Linked DNA regions of Mus musculus: all the other regions are linked to region 3. A link is a contact called in public Hi-C and HiChIP or PLAC-seq data. All regions are on one chromosome and are shown on one strand. Each heading gives the region's core, a stretch centred on a gene start, on an enhancer-like site or on the middle of the called end of the contact. The rest is flanking DNA. Distances are from core to core; before and after follow the strand shown. Region 1 overlaps Septin9 (septin 9). Region 2 has its middle 37 kb from the start of Gm51932. Region 3 holds the start of Syngr2 (synaptogyrin 2). Region 4 has its middle 14 kb from the start of Gm11734. Region 5 overlaps Septin9 (septin 9).

Region 1 (2,700 bases), core at 75-2,574, 490 kb before region 3:
ACTGGAGGCAGAAATTCGAGGGCAGCTGTGTACAGTACAGGGCCAAGGCTCAGGTCCCAGAATGCCCTGGGCACCATGACTAGAACTGAAGCAGGGGAGAGAAGCGTGGGTTTGAGGAGGTCAGAGAGTCATGGTGCTATATCCTCATATCCGGACACTGGTAGCCCCAGGGGTCCCTGTGGTCTCTGACTCAGAAAGGTCACCTCTTGGAACTAAGACTAGACTCCAGCTGTGGCTGCTTCTAGAACAGGCAGAGCTCAGAGGAAGCGGGGACCTTACCTTTGGCTGCCAGACAGTTCCGGGCACCAACCGAGCCAGCTCTTCTGAGCTGCTGAGCTGAGCTGAGGTCTGTCGGATTCATGTGGCTGATAGGCATTAGAGCTTTGTGGTCCCAATGTGTTTAAGGGCCCTTTACCTACAGTAAGCACCTCCTTGAATCCATCGGCCCTGTCCTATTGGGTCTTTGCCATTATTAGTGTTTCACAGAGAAGGGATGAAGGCACAGAGAGGTCTCACGGCTGTTGGCTAAGGCAAACTGATAGTTTAAATTTGGGCCTCTTCCCTAAGCTCTGTCACTGGCTTAGTGGTGTGGGAGGTGTGTTATTGATGATTGGTTTCCTAGCTTTCTCTGCTGTGGTGGCGTGCACCTTTGCTGGGGACAGGAAGCCTTGAGGATGTGCCTTGCACGAAAGGGTTAACGAACACACACACACACACACACACACACACACACACACACAGAGAGAGAGAGAGAGAGAGAGAGAGAGAGAGAGAGAGAGACACTCATACACAGAGCTTTCCCAGGCCAGAGCCGGAACAGAGGGGCCTTATCTGCAGAGGAAGGGGTGGGTGGGATGTGGGACTCTGCAGGCTCCTCTCCACTCTCAGCTTCAGTACCTTCTGTGGGCCAGCTGTTCAGAGCTCAGTCAGAGGGCGGAGGGGGACCCAGCAATGTGGGATTCATTACTGGGTTTGGCAGAAGACTGAATCCCCTGAGGTGGGGTGGGGGTGGGACCTCCTGGAGTAGAGGTCTAGAATGGGGGAGGGGAAGGTCGTTTCCCCCACCCCCAAGTTCCCCCACCCCTTTCCTTTTCCTGCGCTTAGAGCAGCTGTCTCCACTGATGGAGTCTCTTCCCTGAAGGGGTGTGGCCTGGCCTCTTTGGCCCCTGCCACCTACAGCCTGTTGAGCTATAGTGGCCTCTTGGGTGGAGGCCGGGCGGAGGACGGAGGACAGAGGGCGGTGAGCATCAGTTCCTCTGCCTTGGGAGTAACTGAAAGCAGCACTGGGGCTAAGTGCAGAAGGCGGGGCCCACTGTGTGGGGCAGAGCTGAAGAGTGTCCCGGCTGCGTGACATGACTACACCTGCTGTTTGAGCACTTGGGAGGCCTGGATGACATAGCCCGGTCCCAGGCTGGCCAGAGTTACACAGCAAGGCACTGTGAGGAGAAAGAGAAAGCCCGAGTGTTATGAGGCCGGAGGAAGTGGGGGTGGAGGGCCTAGAAGCTGATTGTCTGTGCTGATTGAAGATAGGCTACAGGGCTAAAGCACCGTAGATGAGGCTCAGGCACACATAGGTCGTGTAAAACCACCTGTAGGAATAGGACCAGAGTGGCAAAGTAGCTTTCCAGAGGTCACACAGCTTAGCCTTGGTGCCTCACTCATACAAATGGTTCCTGTTGTAATTCAGAGCTCCTTGGCCACACCTCAGTCACCAAGCCCCAGCAAGGCCTGATGCAGAAGTGGTTGGAGCGCCAGAGGCAGAGAGAAGTGAGACCTCTGTAGTAGCCCTGAGCCTGGGGCAGAGCACAGCACTGCCCCACCCAGACCTCTGTGGGGGTGAGTGAGCAGGCTGGGAGGGGCTGGCTTGCACGCATGCACGAAACTGACTGTTCTCCCTCTCAGATGGGACCCAAGGCCTCCCTGCCTGTGAGGGGTGGGGCTTCACAATGGTTCTAATGAGGGACCTCCATAGGTCAGCAGTCACACTACTAGCAGGCCAGGTACCACCCCAGGAAAGCCTGGAATGACTCACACATCCAGAGTGGAGAATGTTTGTGAGTTTTTTTTTCCAAAAAGATATATTTTGTTTAAAATTTCATGTGTATTGGACACCACGTGCATACCTAATGCCCACAGGGGCCAAGAGAGGGCATCAGACCCCTCCTGGAACTGTGAGCCACCACAGGGGTGCTGGGAACTAAACTTGGGTCCTCAGCTCGAGTGGCTGGTGCTGGGCTGTGCCATCTCTAGCATGGAGGACTCCTTTTAAAATACTTTATTGATTTATTATTATTATTATTATTATTATTTGTGTGTCTGTGTACATCATGATGCACACATGGAGGTCAGAGGACATTTTTTCTTTTTTAATTTTTGTCCCCAAGCCCAGAGGACAATTTTGTAGAGTCATTTCTCTCTCCACCTTTATGTAGGTTCCAGGGATTGAACTCAGGTCAGCAGGCTGCTGTAGCAAGCACCATACCTACTGAGCCACCTCACTTACCAGAGAGCCTCACTGTCCCCCAGGAATATTCTCCTGCACACCTGTGGACTGACACATCTTGCCTGTGGGGCAGCCAGGCGCCTGAGAAAGCAAGCATTGGCCATGGCCACGCCCCAGGTCAGAGGTCACATTGGGAGCAGGATGCTGACGAAGGCTGATTTTTTTTTTTTGGACAGGGTCTCATTATGTAGTTTTGG
Region 2 (2,700 bases), core at 130-2,629, 440 kb before region 3:
TCTAGTGAGAAAAGGATGGCTGGCTGTCTAGGACGTCACAGGTCCCAACCGAGCTGGCACCCGGGACCATGGCAGCCAAGGGAACCACCCTGTCAGAATGAGCTGTAAGAGGAGGGAATGGGAGTCTGGTGCGGAGGAGGAAGAGGGACAAAGCCTGAGGAGGAGCCCTACAGAGGGCACCCAGTTTTTAGAAACTGTATTTGAAACAGCTTTGGGTCGAGGATGTGGCTCAGTTGGTAGAGTCCGTGCCTGAGAGTCTTGACTTGGTTCCCAGTGTTCCGTGAGTGTGACAACACATGCCTGCAGCCCCAGCACATGCCTGCAGCCCCGGCACATGCCTGCAGCCCCGGCACATGCCTGTAGCCCCAGCACATGCCTGCAGCCCCAGCACATGCCTGTAGCCCCAGCACATGCAAGTTGCAGATGGTCTGTCCTCTGGAATCATAAACCAAGTTTGAGACCTCCTTAAATTGCCTTTGGTCATTGTTGGAAACAAAAAACAGGGGGTGGGGGCCAGTGGGGCGGGGGGAGAAGTGGGGGAGGAAAAGGGGTCTAACATCCGGCCAGAGTTCCTGTGCTCTGGGCAGGCAGACACAGGCAGAGCTGCTGGACACTTTTCCATTCGGTCCCGGGTGAGCATGCCTGACCCACGCAGCAGGGGGTGGAAAAGGGGCAGCTCCTGACTGGGGATCCCAAGCTACCTTGCTAAAGCCCCAGGGCTGTAGGAGAGAGGGAATAGGGAAGGAGTTCCCAACACTGGCAAGAGAGTGCACAGCGGATCTAGATGGAACAGAGACTCTCAATAGTTTAAAAGCTTTATTATAGAAATTCAGGGGAAAGAGAGAAGATAGAGAGAGAGAGAGAAAGGCTAGAGAGAAAGAGAGAGAGAGAAAGAGAGAAAGAGAGAGAGGAGAAGACAAAGAGAAAGGGAAGAGGAGAGAGAAGTGAGAGGTAAGGGAACAAAGGAGTAAGAGAGTGAGGTGGGGGCCTAACAGCCCTTTTTATGGTCTTCACTGTTGCTAGGTAACTGAGGAGGAGTTTGGCCTGAAGGTCAGAAGCTTGGGCCATTGCTTATGTGACTACTGACCATGCTGGATCAAGTGTTTTTGGTCCCTGAGACATCTCCCTGACCTGGAATGAGGGATCCACTTGCCTCTGCTTACCAGGCCAGATGCCTTGCTTGAAATCTGTTCTTCTTTGTGGGAGGTTTTTCTTTTGTTCTATGCAGACCTTCAGCTGCTAGGGCAAAGCCTGGCTGTGTTAGAGAGGGCAGTCTGCTGCACCCGTCCTAAGCCTGCCTGTGTTAGAGAGGGCAGTCTGCTGCACCCGTCCTAAGGCAGCCTCACAGAAACACCAGGGTAAGCAAGCTCAGCTGGATATCTGGGAATCTTGTGGCCCAGTCACCAACACATAAAACAAACAATCCAACCCGCGGGGCACTTTTTAGATGTGGATGAAAGAACCCCTAATAAGCAAACACAGACCTCGGAGCTGAGTCTCAATTCCAACTCATACTCAGATCAAACAGAGCAAAGGAAAACTAGGCTGGTGGGGCCTGGAATCCAGTCCTGGGACGCTAAGGGAGGGGACTCACGAGTTGGAGGTCAGCCTGGGCTACTGTAGTCATATCGTTTTGGGAGAAGATCTCTCACCCTCAGAGCCTGAACCTTTGCCAGTCTCTGCCACCAAGCTGATAATACACTTTGGGATCATGTAAGACCATGCACTTAACCGGCTGTCCTACTATGCGCTTAATCGGCTATCCTACTGTGTGCTTGGCCAGTTTAAGTTTAACCGGCCTTTAAGAGAGCAATGTAGCTGGGTGTGGTGGCGCTAGCCTTTAATCCCAGCACTCGGGAGGCAGAGGCAGGTGGATTTCTGAGTTCGAGGCCAACCTGGTCTACAAAGTGAGTTCCAGGACAGCCAGGGCTATACAGAGAAACTCTGTCTCGAAAAGTCCCCCCCCCCGAGAGAGAGAGAGAGAGAGAGAGAGCAAGCAATGTAACCAACCTCAGCATGCCTTGGATTTCCCATGCAACCAGCCTTTATGACTGAAGCGAAATGCATGTCTTTAATCTTAAACGATGTAGTCTTCCATGCCTCTGAACCAGAATTGGTGTGTGTGTGTGTGTGTGTGTGTGTGTGTGTGTGTGTGTGTGTTCCTGCATGTGTGTGCGGTGATCATTTGCTGAAAGCAGCCAGTACGTTGAAAGCATCCTCAAAGAGGTGTGCACGTGCCTCCTGGTCTGAAATGTGGCGGCGTCCAAGGCCCCTTAGGAGCAGCCCGGGCATCCCCGTGAAGCTTCTCTCGTTTCCAGGCTCTCTCTCCCGGTTCTCCTCTAACCGCCATTTTTGTTCAGCAGATGTTCCACTGGCAGCGTCTCCTCCCCCGGGGAGCTGGAGAGGAGGGTTTCGAGTGGCTTCTGCAAAATATCTTGAAGGAGAACAATCTGCCTTCGGCAGATGAGGACTCTCCACTCGAGGTCGAGCGAGGCTCTAGCTGTGGACAGAAGGCGTGCGGGAGATCCGCAGGGCCCTCTGCCGGCTCCCAGGGCTGGCTCTCAGCACAGCCATTTCAGAGAGAGCAGAATAGCTTCCGAGTCCTGTGCTGGATGGAGAGAAAATGGCGCCTCAGCCCTCCTCCTCTTCCTCCTCCTCCTCCTCCTCCTCCTCCTCCTCCTCCTCCTCCTCCTCCTCCTC
Region 3 (2,700 bases), core at 8-2,507:
GAGAGAGAGAGAGAGAGAAAGGGAGGCTTTGTAGGAAAGTCCTGACAGCCAGTTCTCCTTCATCAAACACTCATGGCGTGTATGAACAGATTTTAGGAGGTAGCCCTGGGCTCACCTACCAGCGGCTTGTCACAGGCTCTGTTAGTGTGGGGAGGGTGCAAATAGACGCAGATAGACTGTTAGAAGGCCCAGTCTCTCTTGTGCCTACTCCTGTCTTCTCCCGAGTGGTGACCCTTCTGGTGGGGCAGGCTTCTGCCTCAGTTTCCTTATTGTCCAGCCCCCCTCATTACTGAGGTGAGTCTGTCTCATTATTCATTATCCATTGAAGTGACTGTGGTAAAGCCATCTTGTCATGACTCCATTCTGTGTCACTTCTCAGCCCTCTACACCCCTCAACAGCCATGGTCTCCTTGGGAACAAATTTGTGTTGTCAACAGAAGGATATCTGGAGGCCTCTTGGCGGCCAAGGTGAAGCCCTGGGTTGACACACGACCCCTTCCGATTAAGCATCAGGTTCCCTTTCTAAATGTTATTGGGGGACAGGGGGAGCTGGAGTCTATGACCTAGTGATCTCATTTGTTTTAATTTTTAAAATTACAATCCTCAGTATGTGTGTACTTGAGACTAGATCTCAGATAGCTCAGGGTTGTCTTGAACTCCTTATTCTCCTGCCCTCTTTCTCTTCCTGAGACAACAGCCACCAGGTACTTTGCAGCATGTGATCACGATGTCTAGAAATCTGCCCTTCAGAGCCCTTTGGCTTTCAGGCTTAGCTCCAGAGCAAAGAGTAGCCAGAACTGTGGGGGCCATAGTTATTAATTACTACAGTAGTCCAGAGGTTGGAACTGGGGGCCTCTGATGTGCTAGGCAAGAGCTTATGCCCCAGTCCTTTGGTCTGGAGCAGAATGGTGAAGTGACATCCAGGTATTTACGAGCCTGGATTCTGGATTGGTGGGATTTGGGTGTCTGGAGGGCTTATGGGAGAGGACCTTCACCAGGGCACTGTGTAAGTAAGAGTAAAGTGGGAGCCGCCTAGGATGTCTCTTCTTGGGGACTCTTTGATCCTTTCTGGATGAACTCAGTAGGACATATTTCCCAGGGGTGAGCTTTTCCTCCCCCTTCCGCACCCTGGCGCCTCCTGCGAGCTCCAAGTTTTGCTGCCAACTTCCACGAGTTTGGAGGGGCTACTTCCCGGCGGTTGGCCCCGCCCTGTCGGCGGCCGGACCCGCCCCCGTGGGCGGGGCGGGGCAATCCGGCTAGTTCCCGGCCATCCGCGGCTCGGTGGCGAAAGCGACATGGAGAGCGGGGCCTATGGCGCGGCCAACGCGGGCGGCTCCTTCGACCTGCGGCGCTTCCTGTCTCAGCCTCAGGTGGTGACGCGCCTCGTGAGCATGGTGAGTCCACCAGCGAGGACCCGGAGCCGGGCGTCCTGGCTACCAGGGCCCGTGGGGCCGCGGGCCGCAGAGCGCGACAGGTGGCGGCGGCTGCGCGTCCTGGGCCTTTCGGAGAGCGCGGGGCCCCGTGCCCCTCCGCGTCTCTGTCCCCTCCAGCCCGTGGGTTTTGTCGCCTGTTCCACTCCGGACCTTGTCTCCCCAACTCCGGGCCGGGCCCCGCCGCACCCTGGACCACTGGTCCAGGCCGCTCTGGTGCGGGACGTCCCCGAAGTTCTCCGGGGAGGCAGGCCTGTCGCCTTGTTGGCATTGGGAGGGACCGGAGAGGGGCACGGCACAGCAGGTGGCCGGCACGCCGCGGCTCCCAGCCTAGGGAATTCACCTGGAAGGGACTTTCTGCAGCCACGTGGGGTGCGAGGAGGGGGATTGGCCTGGCACTCTGAAGGAGAGTTTCCTTCCCTCTCAGAGGCTAGCAACAGGTCTGCTTTCCCACCAAATGCACTCCCTTCCCAGAAGCGGGGCGAGCCCCCTTGTACCAGGCGTGCGGGGGCAGCTTTCCATACCTTGGGATGAAAACACTGAAAACTGAGACTTTAGCTGCCAGATTGAGGGTGGCCCCACTGCGCCCAGGGGGTCTGGGCCTGGAGCCTTGGAGGTGCCCTGGCTCCCCGGAATCTCCCAGCCTAGCGGTGGAATCTAGTGACTCCGTCCTGGGTTGTACCCTGTCAGTCAGGATGGCAGTGCCAGGAGCCCTGACCCATACTCCGCGCCCAGTCCTGGAGTTCCGGCTTCATCCACAGCTGGGGGCGGGGCTTGTGACTGCCAGTTCCACAATCCTATTGAGAGCGTCCCCGCAGGATCGCTCTGGTCCTGCAAGTCTGGAGGCAGCCAGGTGCCCACAGACTCAGTTGCATCTGCCGCCTTGACGTGGGCTTGGCGGTGGCCTTAGGGTGTGGGGAGGAAGCGAAATGACTAGGACGATTCCAAAGGAGCTGCTTTCCAAACTTTGGCCAGTCTCTGCTGGTGACTTTCCCACCTCTGTCCTGGCTCCTGCGGGATCTGAGTCTGGCTGTGGATCTGACCACCCCAAGAACCTTGCTCTGAGGGGAACCGTTGTGGGGGTGGAGACTAGTAGTTCTCTGGAGGGGAGGGGCCGACGTGCCAAAGAAGCCGGAAGTCCTTGTAGGGAGAAGGCTGGCTGACTGGGGAGTCTCTTGCTTTAGGGGGAGTCTTGGAGGGAAATAGGGCAGCTGTTGAAGGGTGTTCTGGAAGATATTGGTTGATGCTGTAGAGTTGACTTGGGGCAGGG
Region 4 (2,700 bases), core at 197-2,696, 270 kb before region 3:
GAGATGGGGTTAAGGAAGGCAGGAGGCACCCTGGCCACCACACTCTGCTTGTTCTCCATAAGCAGTGGGAGCTACAGGACTCTGAATAGGGAATGAGCCACACTTAACTTCTCTACAAATTGATCTGGCAGACAGAGAGACAGGGTGTAAAATGGCTAACACCAAAGGGACAGTTGGCAGCCTGAACTAGGAGGACACTGAAAGAGTGTGTGAGATGTGCTCATTGACACATCAGACATGGGGATCTGGGAAGAGCCAGCACTCTGTCCTCCACGTGGTAGCTTCAATAGCCACAGCTGGGTCTCTGTGGATCCTGGAGACAGAGCTTCTGTCAATGAGATTAACACATCTCTGGACCAGGGCAGCCCTTCAGTATCCAAGTTCCCACTGACCTCTAGCTGGCTGTCAGGACAGCCCAGGGCAGCAAAGGGAAGCCACTGCTGACTGAGACGGCAGGTCAACCCCAGCTAACTGGCTAAATAAAGCCAGAGTGGTAATAATGATTAAATTGAAGCACCTCATTAATTTCACGGGAGAGGTGGGCAAACACAAGGTGACACGTTCCCCCCAAGACTCATTGTTTGCCTGGCCCCAAGACGTCCCCACGTGATGTCTGGTTAAGTCTAATTTAAGTACGTATATTTAATGGCTCAGTAAGTAAAATTGTGGTTATTGTTTGGAGTGGTTTGTACAATAATTTATGGGCTTGGCTGGCTCATTGATGGGTGTCTATGATGAAGTGGGTGGCAGCTGTGAAGAGGGCTTCTGAGCAGCTTGGGGAAGGAGGGAAGACTGATTCAACCCCAGTGTGCAGACCAGCGAGAGAAGACTGCCCCCAACCTGGAGACACCAGGGCCTCGTGTGTGGCCTTGGACATCCCAGAAGACCCAGAGGGTCTTAGCTCTCAATAACCACAACCTGTCCTGAGTGAGCCAGGGGAGCCAGAGTGCTGGCCTACTATGTGTGAGACCCTGGGCTCAATCCCCAGCATCCTGGTAGCTCATCCCTATAATCCCAGAACCCAGGAGGGGCAAATAGAAGGATCAGAAGTTCTAAGTCCTCTTTGGTTACAGAGTAAATTTTAGGTTAGAGACCCTGCATCATAAAGAAGGAAGTGGGGAGGAAGAGGGCCAGGGGAAGGAAGGGGGAAGGAAGGGGGAGGGGAGGGGAAGAGGAGGGGGCAAGGAGAGGGAAAGAAGGAGGGAGAGGGGACAAAGAGAGGGGAGAGGAAGGGGAGGGACCAGGGAGAGGGAAAGGGGGAAGGAGCGGAGAGGGGAGGGGGAGGGGACAGGGAGGGAGGAAGGGGAAGAGGGGAGGAGGAGGAGGAGGAGCCTCTGGGATGGAGCATCATAAGCAGGCACAATTCCAGGTACTTTCCATGCACTTGTGCCTGTAGCCAGCATGATTCATCCCCACCAGCTCTGACCAGCTCTGCACTCTGCCTTGCCCTTCCAGCAGTTTCCTAGTCTCCAGCACAATCCCTGCCCTGAACACTTTTCCTGAGAGAGTCTGAGAGAGCACGGCCAACCAGTTCTGATCCAGGACCCTGGATCAGAGGTGGGCCCTGGGGTCTGTGGAGGAGGATGACGGATATCTAGTTCATCCACCTCACAAGGATGAGGCTGAAAGTGGGGTAGAAAGAGAAGCATTGTTGGCTGCCCTTGGGCTAATGCTGTCTTGGCCAATAGTGATCTGAGTCCTGGGGCTTCCTGCAGACCAAAAGAGGTGGAGTCTGATGCTGATGGGGTGGAGTCTGATGCTGATGGGGTGGAGTCTGATGCTGATGGGGTGGAGTCTGATGCTGATGGGGTGGAGTCTGATGCTGATGGGGTGATCCCTTCCAGCCTCCATGTCTAGAAGGAGCTGCTAAGGACCCCACTGAGCCCCTCCTCGGTCTGAGTCTGGCTCAGTAATACACCATTTCCATCCCTACCCTTCTCCCCACCCCTCCCCTTCCAGTGATTGTCCCTAAGAGGGTAGCTCTAAATAAGCGTGGCTACCTCTCCATTATCCACGGTGGAAGAAGCACTTTGTAGATAATCTAAAGCTATTTCCCGCTTCCAGACCAGCATTGCTGTGCCCACAAAATCCTCCCTGCTCCCCCATCCAAACGGGGACACCCGAAGGAGATGCCGGCTTGTCTGCAACTTGGCCTCAGAAAAAAATGCATTTTGCATAGCTAAGCTCAATCAGGATTCTCTGCAAAGGCCTGTGGCTGACAGTAGATGGGGCTTGGAGCGCCAATGCATCCCCTATGCCCAAAGACTGCCTAAATCACCGTTTCAATGTTGTCTCCTGTGTCTCTGTCAAGCAATCCTGCCCCTGAGAGCTCCCCCAGAGCTCTTCATTCAAAGGATAGAGGGGATATACACACACACACACACACACACACACACAGGTCCTTCTGCTAGCCACCCCTTTTTCCTGTCTCTGTCCAGTGCCGCATGACTGGCAGCATCCTCTTGGCAGCACCCTGGATCAAAACCTAGGCAAAAGTCTCGATGCCCGTGGTGGTGCATATCTATAATCCTAGAGGTAAGGTAGGAGAATCGGAAGTTCAAGGCCATCCTCAGCTACGTGATGAGGCTAGCCTGGGCTGAAGGAGACCTTGTTTCCAAACAGAAATACAACTAATAAAAGGTAAAGGGTTAAAGATCAACTTTGAAAGGGCCACTCTTGCCACAGCCTTCTGAGCCAGAA
Region 5 (2,700 bases), core at 178-2,677, 460 kb before region 3:
TGTCACCTCTCCATCCGTTCATCCATCTACCCACTTGTCTGTCCATCCATTCACCTGTCTGACCATCCATCTACCCACCTGTCCGTCTGTCTGTCCCATCCATCCATCTATTCATCCATCTATCCGTCCATCTACCCGTGTCTGTCCATCTACCCATTCGTCCATCCACCCATCCATCCATCCATCCATCCAACCACCCATCTGTCTATCCACCTATCCATCCATCCGTTGTCCATTTGTCAGTCTGCCTGCCCACCCATCCTTACTCTCTGTTCAGGCAGCATTACATGACACTGCTTGGTCATTCATTTCAACAGTGCGTCATAGGCTGCCCTGAGGCATTTGCTCTACTTGGTTGGTTGCTTCTCCTTAGAGAACTAGGTCATGGTGTGAGGATCTTTCAACATACACTGGTGCCGAGGGATTCGTGTTCCCTGGTGGATGGCTAGAATTCTTGGGTTTCAGGATCTCCCCAGGACAGGGATCTGTAGCTGCAAGAGTGAGTGGCTCATCTCAGTTCTTCTGCCTGTCCTTGTTGGACTCCATAATACAGTCACAGGTTTCTTCTTCCTTAAGGTCCTGTGGTCACGCCCTCTTGCACCAGCCAGGACCAGCTTCTCTCTACCTGGCCCTTAAGACCCTGCCTTCAGTCTCGTCCTGTCCCATGTCATGCCCTGACCCCCACCCCCACCACAACAAAGTGAATGGGGCACCCGGAAGCCTTTGGCAGTATCAGCTGACCTAGGCAGAAAAGATCTGTATCTCTGGGGTCAGGCCTTTGTCCACGGGATTTCTGGCGGCAGGGGGTAGGAGGGTAGAGGGGTAGGGCGGGGTGTCTACTTTTTGTTATTTCAAATGATTTCATAAGTTGGGGGAACCTTTGACCATGTTTCACCCACCCCAAGCTCTGGTGTATGTCAGCAGCTGACAGCAGCTGATAGGACAGGGGTCAAGGGATTGGGAAGCAGCTCTGTCGCCTCCCCCCCCTTAGGGGACATCCCTGATAAGAGGAAATTCTTGTAATAAATGGCCAGTGTCCACAGTGGGGTGATGGAGTGGCCTCTCTCCCACCCCCTTCTTTCTCCATAGACATTTGTCAAGAGCAAAGGGAATCTGTGGCCCAGCAGCCTCGATGGCCCCTGCTGCAGTAGGACATGCCAGTGGCGTCCTGGGTAGGGCTGGATCTTCAGGTGCAGCTGTTGCTGTTGGAGATTCCTGGGGGTGGGCAGAGTCAGGGCTGCCTTCCCCGATGCTGCTATGTAATAGATGACCCCAAGGATGGGCCCAAGCAGGGTGGTCAGTGGACCCCGGAACCGGAACCGTATTTAAATCCCTGACCCAGAACTTTGGAGGGCTCTGCAGAGGCCTTAGTGTGCTGTTGGAAATCTGCTGTGGCTTTTGAGGAAATGAATGAGAAGGGCTTGCAGGTTGCAGCCTGCCCTGAGCAAAGGTTGATGTCTCAATAGGCCCAGCCTAGTGAGAAACTGCTAGCTGTAAATGAAGAACAGAAGGGGTCTCCTCGAGGGGGGTGGGGCGCCCCTGGACTTGGTCCAAGTTTGCCTCTGTGGATTGGGGCCAATTGAAACCACGTTGGCAGAAGTACAGGGCTCCTTGAGAGTCCTCCCTACAATAGAGGGGAGGTTGGGTGAGGGAAGCTTGGCAAACAGCCAAAGCAGGGACCCTACTCCCTTCTTTGGGATGCCTAGGGCCCCTGCCTCTGCACACCTCCCCACCCTGCCCTCATCGAAGGAAAGGAGGAGTGGATGGGATGAAGTCTCAAACTTCTCTGTCCGTCCCAGGCCCTTATCGGACGCAAGGTCACAAGCATCTCCCAGCAGAGAGCAGCTTGCGGAAACCACATCAGGGCAGTGTTAAGTCCCCTCTTGGAACTTGGACTGGGGAAGGCACTCCAGCTGGGAGAGGTGGGAAGCGCTCCCTTTGCAAATCCCTCTCTACTGAGGCCAAAGCCAAGGCCAAGCCTTTGTGTTGGGTTTCCAAGTGGGGGTCCGGGGGCGGTGCAGGAGGAGTCTCAGATTTCTGGCATCCATGCTTTTAACCAGACTCCAAGGAGACACTTCCTGCCCCAAACAAAGTGTGAAGTGTAATTCGATTTGACTTACTTATCAAATTAGATGAGCCATGTGCACTTTTAAAAAGTTCGGCTTTTGAAACCGGGCACATGAATTTGCAAGATTTGATCATTTATATGCAGTTTCCATCTTTGGAACAGGACAGGGAGCCTCTTGTGACATTTATGGGGAGCGCAGGGTCCTCCGGTGAGTCAGCAGGGGCCAGGGCACTGTGAAGGCAGGGTGAAGAAGATGGGGGAAGTCCCAGCTCCCCAGAAAGCAGCCTTCCACATCTCTGCCCACCCATGTGCTGACAACCTGGGTCGAGCCGCCCAGGGAGTCAGCTGCTAGAGCCTTGACCCCTCTAACGTGGGCTCCTCAGACTTATGTCCCATGCTCCTTGACTCTGTATCCCTCCTGCATTTGTCCATCTCTCCAGCCACAGAAGCTGCTGATCTAGATCATCTGTGTGGTGTGTGTGTGTGTGTGTGTGTGTGTGTGTGTGTCCATACGTGTGTGTGCGCAGATGTACAAGCAGGTGGAAACCAGAGGAATATGCTGACCTTCGTCAATCACCTTTTTTTGTGTGACAGGGTCTCTCACTGAAGGTCTGTCAGTTCAGCTTCTGGAA

Evidence for each region. A called contact is a pair of places that touch in the nucleus more often than the background predicts. HiChIP or PLAC-seq counts read pairs in DNA pulled down with a chosen protein or histone mark.
Region 1: an H3K4me3 HiChIP or PLAC-seq map of neural tube shows a contact between it and region 3, with 4 times the contacts expected there. The contact joins the enhancer-like site here to the promoter of Syngr2 in region 3. A contact is called at or near these places in 1 of 484 Hi-C or Micro-C datasets (CD4 T cells), 8 of 115 datasets of contacts at active chromatin or transcription factors (double positive thymocytes, embryonic basal ganglia, embryonic forebrain and 4 more) and 4 of 9 other capture datasets (adipose tissue, embryonic stem cells, liver and 1 more).
Region 2: a Hi-C map of ganglionic eminence shows a contact between it and region 3, with 4 times the contacts expected there. The contact joins the enhancer-like site here to the promoter of Syngr2 in region 3. A contact is called at or near these places in 22 of 39 promoter capture datasets (the 3T3-L1 cell line, 3T3-L1-derived adipocytes, the C10 cell line and 13 more), 4 of 15 datasets of contacts at CTCF or cohesin (the NIH/3T3 cell line, embryonic stem cells and large pre-B cells), 18 of 484 Hi-C or Micro-C datasets (the 3T3-L1 cell line, the C2C12 cell line, CD4 T cells and 12 more), 18 of 115 datasets of contacts at active chromatin or transcription factors (bone marrow-derived dendritic cells, craniofacial prominence, embryonic basal ganglia and 9 more) and 3 of 9 other capture datasets (adipose tissue, liver and pancreatic islet).
Region 4: a FOXA1 HiChIP or PLAC-seq map of pancreatic cancer cells shows a contact between it and region 3. The contact joins the enhancer-like site here to the promoter of Syngr2 in region 3. A contact is called at or near these places in 1 of 39 promoter capture datasets (hippocampal neurons), 3 of 484 Hi-C or Micro-C datasets (embryonic stem cells, muscle stem cells and myocytes), 2 of 115 datasets of contacts at active chromatin or transcription factors (embryonic stem cells and pancreatic cancer cells) and 1 of 9 other capture datasets (adipose tissue).
Region 5: an H3K4me3 HiChIP or PLAC-seq map of embryonic basal ganglia shows a contact between it and region 3, with 4 times the contacts expected there. The contact joins the enhancer-like site here to the promoter of Syngr2 in region 3. A contact is called at or near these places in 16 of 39 promoter capture datasets (the 3T3-L1 cell line, the C10 cell line, the HPC-7 cell line and 10 more), 1 of 15 datasets of contacts at CTCF or cohesin (the NIH/3T3 cell line), 2 of 484 Hi-C or Micro-C datasets (cranial neural crest and stem cell-derived motor neurons), 11 of 115 datasets of contacts at active chromatin or transcription factors (bone marrow-derived dendritic cells, craniofacial prominence, embryonic basal ganglia and 8 more) and 2 of 9 other capture datasets (adipose tissue and pancreatic islet).

The regions. Positions count from the first base shown.
Region 1 is chr11:117,318,872-117,321,571 of GRCm38.p6, forward strand. All of the region lies in intron 2 of Septin9 (septin 9), which reads left to right. Among named protein-coding and RNA genes, the nearest start is that of Gm34065, 6.7 kb to the right of the region's middle. Within about 2 kb of position 1,325, at least 196 of the 459 cell types and tissues checked have an H3K27ac peak or open chromatin away from gene starts, as enhancers often do. A contact at or near this core is called in adipose tissue, double positive thymocytes, embryonic stem cells and 2 more, where this site is marked.
Region 2 is chr11:117,370,997-117,373,696 of GRCm38.p6, forward strand. No RefSeq gene overlaps it. Among named protein-coding and RNA genes, the nearest start is that of Gm51932, 37 kb to the left of the region's middle. Within about 2 kb of position 1,380, at least 12 of the 459 cell types and tissues checked have an H3K27ac peak or open chromatin away from gene starts, as enhancers often do. A contact at or near this core is called in ganglionic eminence, where this site is marked.
Region 3 is chr11:117,808,410-117,811,109 of GRCm38.p6, forward strand. It overlaps Syngr2 (synaptogyrin 2), which reads left to right and starts at 1,258. Exons shown (of 4, transcript NM_009304.2): 1 at 1,258-1,394. The coding sequence starts at 1,296.
Region 4 is chr11:117,535,370-117,538,069 of GRCm38.p6, forward strand. No RefSeq gene overlaps it. Among named protein-coding and RNA genes, the nearest start is that of Gm11734, 14 kb to the left of the region's middle. Within about 2 kb of position 1,447, at least 109 of the 459 cell types and tissues checked have an H3K27ac peak or open chromatin away from gene starts, as enhancers often do. A contact at or near this core is called in adipose tissue, hippocampal neurons, muscle stem cells and 2 more, where this site is marked.
Region 5 is chr11:117,343,649-117,346,348 of GRCm38.p6, forward strand. The region is part of intron 2 of Septin9 (septin 9); the gene reads left to right. Among named protein-coding and RNA genes, the nearest start is that of Gm51932, 9.4 kb to the left of the region's middle. RefSeq lists an enhancer at 1-2,700. Within about 2 kb of position 1,428, at least 83 of the 459 cell types and tissues checked have an H3K27ac peak or open chromatin away from gene starts, as enhancers often do. A contact at or near this core is called in craniofacial prominence, embryonic basal ganglia, embryonic forebrain and 5 more, where this site is marked.